Regions from separate parts of the Gossypium hirsutum genome. Here region 1 is linked to region 2. The links are chromatin contacts, called in public Hi-C maps. All regions are on one chromosome and are shown on one strand. Each heading gives the region's core, a stretch centred on a gene start, on an enhancer-like site or on the middle of the called end of the contact. The rest is flanking DNA. Distances are from core to core; before and after follow the strand shown.

The links. Hi-C and Micro-C count contacts between places; a contact is called where the count stands out from the background.
Region 1: a Hi-C map of leaf shows a contact between it and region 2, with 3 times the contacts expected there. The contact joins the promoter of LOC107896790 here to the enhancer-like site in region 2. A contact is called at or near these places in 14 of 34 Hi-C or Micro-C datasets (callus, cotyledon, fibers and 3 more).

What each region holds. Positions count from the first base shown.
Region 1 is chrA10:81,549,401-81,554,385 of Gossypium_hirsutum_v2.1, forward strand. LOC107896790 (F-box/kelch-repeat protein At3g06240) reads right to left here and starts at 3,322. Exons shown (of 2, transcript XM_041078879.1): 1 at 2,022-3,322; 2 at 1,071-1,458. The coding sequence starts at 3,215. The coding sequence ends at 2,061.
Region 2 is chrA10:81,446,481-81,451,485 of Gossypium_hirsutum_v2.1, forward strand. No RefSeq gene overlaps it. Among protein-coding and RNA genes, the nearest start is that of LOC107896791, 40 kb to the left of the region's middle. Within about 2 kb of position 2,126, at least 9 of the 9 cell types and tissues checked have an H3K27ac peak or open chromatin away from gene starts, as enhancers often do. A contact at or near this core is called in cotyledon, fibers, hypocotyl and 1 more, where this site is marked.

The sequences.
Region 1 (4,985 bases), core at 2,072-4,571, 100 kb after region 2:
GCAAGGAAAAAGAAGAGCAAATGAAGGAAAAAGTTATGATCACCAATTACCAGAAGTGGAAATGCAAGAATGAATCATAGGAGAATTTCATGCAAACGCAAAAAGGAGGCGTGGAGGATTAGTTATAGATGTTTTCATGAGTTGGGTCGAGCCCAATAAAAAATTTAAGCCTATTTACTAGGTTCGCGCTCGGCTCAAAAAAAATATTAAAACTCAAACCTAGCTCGGCCTGCCTGTATTAAATTTTTTATATTATTTTTTATATACTTTTTAAATATATATAATACATCAAAAATATTAAAAATATTAAAATAAATATTTCTCAACAAATTAAAATAAATTTAAAAAAAACATGTATACTTACATAACACTAAGATAAATGCAACTTAACAAGTAAATGCCTCTAAAATAATAACAAAATTAACAATAAAACAAGTGTTATACAATATCCAAATAATAATAATAAAATAATAGTAACATAATAGTAAAATGGTAGCAAAATAGAAAGAAAACAATAAAAAAATAGCATTAAAACAACAAAAAATAGTAAAAAATTTGGTCATTTTGTAAATCCGGGCTAGGCCCAGGCCAAAAATGTTTTATTTTTACCCAAGCCTATCAAACAACAAAAAATAGCAAAATTTTTTTTGTTTTTTTGTAAATTCGGGCCAGGCCCAAGCCAAAAACGTCTTATTTTTACCCAAGCCTATTTTTCGGGTCTCTAGTTTTATCTAAACTCTCTCACTTTTCAAGTTAGCCTTCGAGCTATGCTGGACTAAGTAACCCAACCCATTGGCAGGTTTAATTGGTTAATATATCAACATTGGATCATGATAATTATAATAAAATAAACACATAATCCTTGAATCACTGACATGCAAGAATCATGAAGAACCCCGGCTTCCCTGAATATATAGAAAACCTGAAATTTAAGCCCTCACCTTAATTATCTGCTTTATCCAATCTCTTCCCCGTTATATCATATGCTTTCATATTTGAGTAATTTAAGTACTTCGATACAGATAGATTTAATTTTGAAGTTTTTCAAATATTTGGAAGTTTCATCCTTGAAGGGTCATTGTCGTGTATTCATGTTCGAATTTATGTTGAATAAAAATATGGACTACGCGAAATAAATGAACAGTAGAGCAACCTAGCTCATAAGATTCCTTCTGTACTTTTCATTTTTCTTGAAGCATCCGTAACTAGTGTTAGGCACCATTTTAGATACGGACGATCACCAATCTAGGTAATAAGTTAACAGTGGTGCCATGAGGACTATCATATCACTACCAATTTTGCTCCAACATCTCAGTTTTCTTTAAGCACCCATATCTAGCATTCGTGTTAGATTTCCAGATATGGGCATGAGAATATGATCCTCCAAATACATTAAAAACCATTGATCATACCTGTACCCAACACACACTCTAGTCCAAAAAGCATACATCAACACCACTGCAAAAATGAGAAACTAGCTGATAATGATTCATGATAGTAGAAGCTGCCCCAAGTTGCATTGGCAAGCAATTGGGAATGGAAATTGTAATAAAAGTGGAAGAAAAAACACAGACAAGCAATCTGTATTCAGTGGATTCCTAGAAAAACAAAATTATTTGAGCTAATTACACTGTTTCATTTGGATCTAAAAGTACTGACAATAAGTCATGATCATCATCATAATAGTTCCTATTGTTCAACATCAAATTACATTCATCGATTCGAGACATCTAGCTCTCTAAACAACAATTCGTGTACGAAAAGCACACCATATCCAGCATGTATATGCACCTGCAGATCGTATCTGCAGGTTATTAGATCTGCAGAGAAGAGTTAACAACTAATTGATTCTCTAGGCAGAAATCTAGCAAATTCACTGAACCAACCAAAAAAAATACAGACAAGGCAGAGGCTAACATCTTTGGCTTACGTATAGAACGAACAATAACAGCAGTTTTGGAGAAAGACAATATAGTCGACATAAACTGCATATCAAGAGAGCAAATCCCATGAAATCTTACCTCTTTTGTTGTAGTCCCCATCCATTTTCATATTCAATATCAATTCGATGCGTCTCCAGCCGGCCGACGTATTATAAGTTCCTCGCGCTCTGATCTTCCATTGATTGGAACCAAGCTCTCAACATAAGCAATAATCTGCATCGTTTCCTGATAAGCATGGATATCAAGACTTTTAAGCTCTCGCGTGGAGGGGTCAAACAACACGAGTTCATGATCCGAGCTCTCGAGAAACAATTCACCATTTTTCCAAAACCCCAAAGGCCTCTCAACTCCAGGAAGAGAGTCAATTCTGAATTGTTTAGTCCATGATCCATTCATAACCCACAAATCAAAAGATTTGTCAGTCCCTTCCCTTGGGTAAACAATAGCACCAAGCAGTCCATTGAAGTCCAAAAGTTCCAAATAGTATTTAGCTAAAGACCCACCAAATTCAGGCAATGGTAAAGTAGAAAACTTTTCATTGACCATATCAAATGAGAGAATAAGGTAATCAGAGTCCCCAATTGCCTGCCAATAATAAAACCCATTTACGTAATTATTAAACAAAGGAGATCCATAAGGTTGAACCCCGGGAACTGAAATCTCCTTCCATGAATCGCTTTTAAGTGAATATAACTCAACTTGGTGGTTCCAATCACCCATTAACCCTTCATCTTCATTCTCTTCAAAATAATTAGTAACAAATCTTACCACTTTGTAGTCACCACTTTGAGAATCAAACCCAATACCAACGCAACCAAAACTAGTGGAATCTACTAAAGGAGGGCGTTGGACTGTGGATTGAGGGAGAGTTTTAAACTCTCTAGTTGATGGGTTCCAAAGGGCAACCTTATCAGCATCATGTAAACACAATAATCCATTACAAGGACCTGAAACCACTGGGGCATACCAACAATCCTCGAAAAAGGGTAAGTGAATGTTGTGTTGTACCGAAAAGTTTTGGCTTTTCTCAGTTGAAAGTTGAGATAAATAGTAGATGTCATCATGGGTGTTACCCTGACAACGTTTGAGGAGGAGATTAAGGTTGTTGTTGTGGAGGTTGTTTTGCTGATGTTTGGTAATGAAGTGAGGGGTTTGAAAAGATGAACACCAAGGCTTACAAACGCACCTGAAACGTGTCAAGGATTTAACTGGAAGCTTTGACAGAATCTCCAACATCACCATTTCTGGTACCTCAACTCTTGTTTCGGGCATCTTCCCTCTCTGTCTTATCTATTTCCTCTGTCTTTTGATGAATGATTTCTTTTGGGGGAAAACAATGTGAACTAAGATAGAAAAAAGAAGGCAAAACTATAACAAGTAACATTACACGTTTTCTTATTTGGTATATAACAATTACAAAACAATGTTGAAGATGTGAAAGAAAGTGAAGGTTAAATTATGCTATTACAGTCCCTGTAATTTATGAAAGTTATGGATTCAGTCATTAAAATTTAATTTGATCAATTTTAATTTTTGTAGTTTTAAATTGATCAAATCTACTCCTTTTCAAAAAGTAGCAATTAAATTTACTTGGTTAAATTCAATTACTACTCATTTAGAGTTGTAAATTTAGTTCATATTCTCAAATTTAATCATTCTAAGTCCTTATACTTTTTGAATTTTGAAATTTCAATCTTTATGCAAAATACAATTTTTAATCCATTAATTATATTTTTAATGAATAATATGCGAAAATAATTAGCTGATATGACATTAAACATATGATAATATGTTTGTCGCATCATATTTTGAAAATAGCATAACTTAATGAATTTAACAATTATCATTTGATGAGGTTTGAAATTTAAAAAGTAAAAGGGTTAAAAATAACTAAATTAAAGTATATAGACTAAATCCATAACTTTTATAAAGTACAGCGACTAATAACTAAATTTAACTTAAAGTTGAACTACGGTCAATGTTGTTGGACTACAATGATGGGCCTGGCCGAGCCCTCTGGTAATTCTCAAAACCCAAGAGCTTGTCCTGGGTAGGATTAGCACAATAATGGCCATATCCGTAAATTGAAAAGGTTAAAGTATTTTGTTAGTCCTGTACTTATATATAATTTGAGATTTGGCGTGTCTACTTTAAAAGTTAAAAATTCAATCTTGATATTTTTTTAATTTAAAAATTCTAATTTAATCATTACCGTTATTGTAGTTTTTGTCAAAATTCATTAATTTAACATGTTTATTTAAAATCAATCATATGTTATGTCATATAAGGACAACCTAATCAAAATTCTAAGTTGATAAATTTTGACAGAAAATATTTAAGATTTTAATGATTGGACTCTGACTTTTTAAATAAAAAAATACGAAGACCTAATTTTTTATTTTTTAAGTACATAGATTAAATCTCAAAATTTGACAAAATTCAGAGACTAACATCATATATTAACCAATTAAAAATATCTAAGATATTAGGAATATAACCCCAGTCTTTTATTTTTTACTAAACAAAAAAAAAATCAAGAATAGGGATAGCATACATTACATAGTAATCCTTGAAGAGCAAATAAGTAAATCAAAATTGGTCAAGAAATAGTTGAAAATACAAAAAGAACACTAAACTTGATAGCATTGATAAACAGAAAATAGAAGCATGACAAAAAGGTAAAAATCTGATACAAACATATCAACCTCCAATATGAAACAATCCATAATTCATGAAAACTCAGGTCATCATCTCATAAAAATCCCTTCCAATCACCATACTCCACAACTCATGATAATCTCTTAACAAAACTGATTATTGAAAGCAACCATTGGAAGTAGATAGAGTCACCAGACTATAACTTGGATAAAATGAATGTGAATATGAATATTTCTTGAACATTCCAAAAAAACTATTTTTATGTTAAAGTGACACCACATAAATGATAGCAAAACTAAACTCCCTCTCTTCAATCTCAATTAGATTAACCATCAATTCAATAACTCACTTTCTTCTCTACTTATTGTGTTCAATTATAAATTT
Region 2 (5,005 bases), core at 876-3,375:
TTGTTCTTGATTTGTTCTTGATGATTTGACATGATAAATCTTGGTTTATAGGTTTAAGTTTATATCAAACTTTGTTTTAACGGTTCTAACAAGTGGCATCCAAGCCTTATCATGTTGAATAATTAAGAATAAATTATTTTTTATTATATATAGATTAATTCATTCTTCAAGTTTTATGGATTTGATATAAAACACTTATACACATTAAATCTTTTAGATTTATGTTAAAAGCTTTAAGGTTTAAAATAGAAATTTCACAAAATATAGGGTTGATACGTCGAAACTTTAAGTTTTCCTTTGAAATTGAAATTATTGTTGACCAAACCCACGAAATTTCTACTTTCAATTATTGATTTTGTCTTTTGTGAATTATTATTCATCCATTATGGTTAAAAAATTTGATTTGATTTATAATTATCTTCTATGATTATTTAGATTTAGTGGCTTGAGCTGCTATTTTTTTTATTTGGTTTTGGATTCAGAAATAGATTGCGATTTGCAATTCTAATTTTCTTTTCGGTAATATTTTTTTTGGTTCATTAAGTATTATTTATTTATTTATTGTTTCTTAAGCTTGTTTACAGTAGAATTTTAGAATAATGTCTGATTTTATTTTACATGAACTGAAATTGATTTTAATGGTACGGTTATAAATTTTGATCGAACTGATTTGATGGGTATTGTTTTAATTTATGGGGTATTGGAAATAATAGGAATTGTATTGAAAAAACATTGGGCTCAGAACATGAGTAAAATGGAATAATTCTCTCTGAACTCTGGCAACAATTCTTCTCGTCTGGTAATAGATGATGGTGATGGGTCTCGGGCGGATGTGGACCATAATACAAAGAAAGGCTGTTTTAAAGAAGGAAATGGTGAGGAAGATACTGACGTGATGGTTGAATCTGGATCGAGTCCAAAGATATCCTGGAAGGATAAACTTCTGGGATTAATCCTGAAGCGATTGATAAAGAAGAGTTGGGTTCTCCTAGTGTCGATGCTGATGATGATCTTGAATTTATAGAATGAGACATCCACAGATCTATCGTCAAAGGAATTCCTGACATTGATTTCTCATAAAGGATTCAAAAAATACTGTTCCAACAAATGTAACTCACGGTAGTCATTAAACTACTTGGAAGAAACATAGGGTACGGGGCCCTTAATAATCAAATTAGTAGCCTTTGAAATCCTACCAAGCCATTCCATCTCATAGACATTTAGAATGGATATTATCTGGCTAAATTTCAATCCACGGATGATTATACTAAAGTATTATCGCAAGGGCCTTGGCTGATTTATGGTCAATATTTGATAGTTCAAGCCTAGACAAAAAATTTCAGCCCCTTACAACCTTACCCGAGCATGGTGTTGGCATGGATAAGGTTACCAGGTCTTCCAGGTTTTTTATACAAGAAGAAAATTATTGAAGAAATTGGAGGTACGATTAGGAAATTAGTTCGGTTGGATTTCAATACCGATAGCAGGATTAGAGGCCGGTTCGCCAGGATGGCTGTCTGCATCAACTTGGACAAGCATTTGATTGCTCGAGCCCTCGTGAACGGCAGAAATCAGAGAGTCTAATATGAAGCGTTGCCGACCATTTGCTTCTCTTGCGGGAAGTACGGCCATACCAAGGAATTATGTGCTTTGATGCAATCAGATTCTGGCCTAGAGAAGGAGCAGGAGAATGGTACTTCGACGGAGACGAGGAAAAGAGGAAAATTCTTGGATTACAGACCATGGATGGTGGTTGAGAGGAAAAATCAGCAAAACCCTCGGAGTGATATTCTAATTAGAGCGGATATTAAGGGAAAAGGCAAATTGGGTTCCCATTTTGGTGCTTCGGCTAATATGGAAGGTTTGGAGGATTTGGAAAAAGAGCATAATAAGGGAGCTGAGGGAGAGTTGGCCGCTTTTCAGGGGAGATTGAAGGCTGGAGATTTTGTTGAAGAACAAAGACATAAATATCGGGGTAGCCCTAATTTTAATAATAGTATGCGGCTTGGAGGAGATAATTTGGGGTGTTGAGTCTATTAATTTACCTTTGGCTGACCAAGGAGTTAATGGGTCAGTGGGCTGGTCTTCTGATGTGGGGGTTTCAGTTATTGGAGCTGAAGATCCATCTTTTAGCAAGCAAATAAACGATCCTAACAGAATTAATCTGTCCCAAGCCATTAATAGAGTGGGCCCAATCTGCACAAACGCAAGCCATATTTCGACAGACCTAGGGAGTTCTTCTAAGTCCTCATCTGTTTCTGTTCTTAAGACTACGGATGGAAATGTTTTTTATAAAACACATTCTTCTAATTTTAATTCAACACCCATTAATATTTCGTGTCCTAATCCTATTTTTGTTGACCAGGGGGCGAATTTAAATGTGGATTCTGCTTTGACTCCCAAACCTGCTTCTTCGGTGCCAAAGTCGATTGAAGTGCAGGTTATCAATTATTCTGATGACTTAAGTCCCACTGAGCATATTGTTGTTTCTTTTAAAGAAAAAGGATCACCTGATGGTGTCAATTTGGAAAAGGCCCCACTGCAAAATTCTGGTGCTAGCAAGACTTGGAATACGGGGAAAATAATTGAGGGTAAAGAAGGGAGTTTTCAGGCCACTAGGAAAATTAATAAAATCCCTCATGAGAAAGGGAATAATATTAAATTAAAAATTCTTCCAAATTTTCTTTGAGTGACTCTATGGCAGGTTGGCTCAGTCTGTTACCACCTTTCATAGTGCTGACCCTGATGTTTGTAACAACCTATTTTAGTGAAATCAGAATAATGCTTTCGGAATCACAAATTCGAGTCGAAAATAAAATTTATTTTTATTTTATTACATGGTCCATATTATGTTAGAAATGTTATGTGAAAATTTTGATAAGAAAATTTTACCGATAATGTTCTTAATTACGGGAAAGACCAAATCGCATAAAATGCAAAAGTTGAATTCTAGTGGCTAGAAGATTAAATAGCTATGGAATTTGAAACTTGAGGTCCTTATATGGTAATTAGGCCATTAATAAAAAGTTAGTAGATATTTTTGGATGATTCATCCATGGAAAATTAGAAAAAGGCTAAGGACTAAATCAGAAATCAAAATTATTAAAGATGATAAATTAATTAAATAGAAATAAAAATCATTTTTATCATCTTCTTCCTCAAAATATTCCATGGAAACCCTAGGAGAGAGAGAAGAAATTTTCTTGGCCAAATTGGGTAAGTTTTCTTGTCCTGTTTTTAGTAATTTTGATATTTTTGAAATCGGGATAGCTTAATCTATCTATTTGGGGGATTAATTTGAAAAGTTATCAAAGTATGGAAATTAGGTTATAGATGAATATGCTGAAAATTTAAAATTTATGGTAGAAAACGAAAAGTTGTTGATAGATAAACAACTTTTACAAAGTGATTTTTGATGAAAACATGATTTAGGTACTAAAATGTAAAGTTGTGAAAATTGAAGAAAAATTCTAAATTTGATAGAAAATATGTGCTGTAAATTCTACATTTTATGGAAATCAGGTTATGAATGAATATGCTAAAAATTTAAAATTTATGGTAGAAAATGAAAGGTTGTTGATAGATAAATAATTTTTACAAAGTGATTTTTGATGAAAATATGGTTTAGGTACTAAAATGTAAAGTTGTGAAAATTAAAGAAAAAATTCTAAATTTTATAGAAAATATGTGCTGTAAATTCTACATTGAAATTTCGGTTAGGCTTGGAATAGGGAGTAAATTGCACAAATTTCATTTTCCGAGCCTAGGGACAACTGGAATTTATGGAAAAGTTAGGGGCAAAATAGTAATTTTATCGAGGATGTAAATTGATTCCAAATGAATATAAGATGTTTGAATTTGATGTTAAATTTACTCATATAGATCTGGACAGACCAAATTCGGAGCTAGAATGAGGAAAAGAGGAAAATTTCGGATTAGTAGATTTTACGTACACGAACATTTGTCGAGGTAAGTTCGTGTAACTAAATAGTGTATATTTATATGCTTGAATTAAATGTTGTGTTTGTGAATTGTATAAATATCATGTATATATATATATGACATTGAAAATATATCTGACAAAGTCCGATCAACGATAATGCCTGAAAAATGATAAATGATAAAAATATTACTTTTATTCTTGAAATGAATGTGGAATGTGTTTATTTGAATTATATGAATGTTATGGATGTATGAAATAATCACATGCCCGATAATGCTTGAAAAAGTTTAAATCTCGGTTGAATAAATGGAAAATCGATGGATATGTGATTTTTCGAAATGAATGGGGTCCTGCATTTGTTGCTGACGGGATTTAGCTCGGACGAGTAATCCTTTTGACCTCATTATAGAAAGGATTTAGCCCGGACGGGTAATCCTGATATAAGTCCTCTCGAGCATATGTTATGGATTGGATTTAGCTCGGATAGGTGATCCAAATCAAGCTCCTTAGAGCATATGTCATAAAAAGGATTTAGCCTGGATTGGTAATCCTGTTGTATACATGTGTGGCTCGAGAGTGTACTCTTTGAAATAGTACCTTATGGGTACCATTGAATATGAATTGACGAATCCTGATTTGTACACCTTGAGTGTACTACCTACGTATCCATCGATATTTCAAATAAATTCAATGGGTGACAATTCCAGACATGAGAAGATACGAATAATAAAATGAGTTATTACACGTATCTGTCTGAAATACAAGAAAATGATGATACATGATAAGTGATATATGAAAATATGAGATGATGATATTTGTACATGGAAATTGTCTGATGAGAACGTTCATCTTATTCATCTTTGATTATAGACTTGTACACCTTGAGTGTACTACTACTCGTGTGACCGTGATGTTTCGAATGATATGAGTAAAGTTTTGACATGAAATAATCTGAACTCGAGATGAACTATTATGAAATTATACTTGTAATATAAAGAGATGATTTATACATGTTAAATGAATACATGTTGTGGAAAACGTATGTGCATGGAAACTTGATTG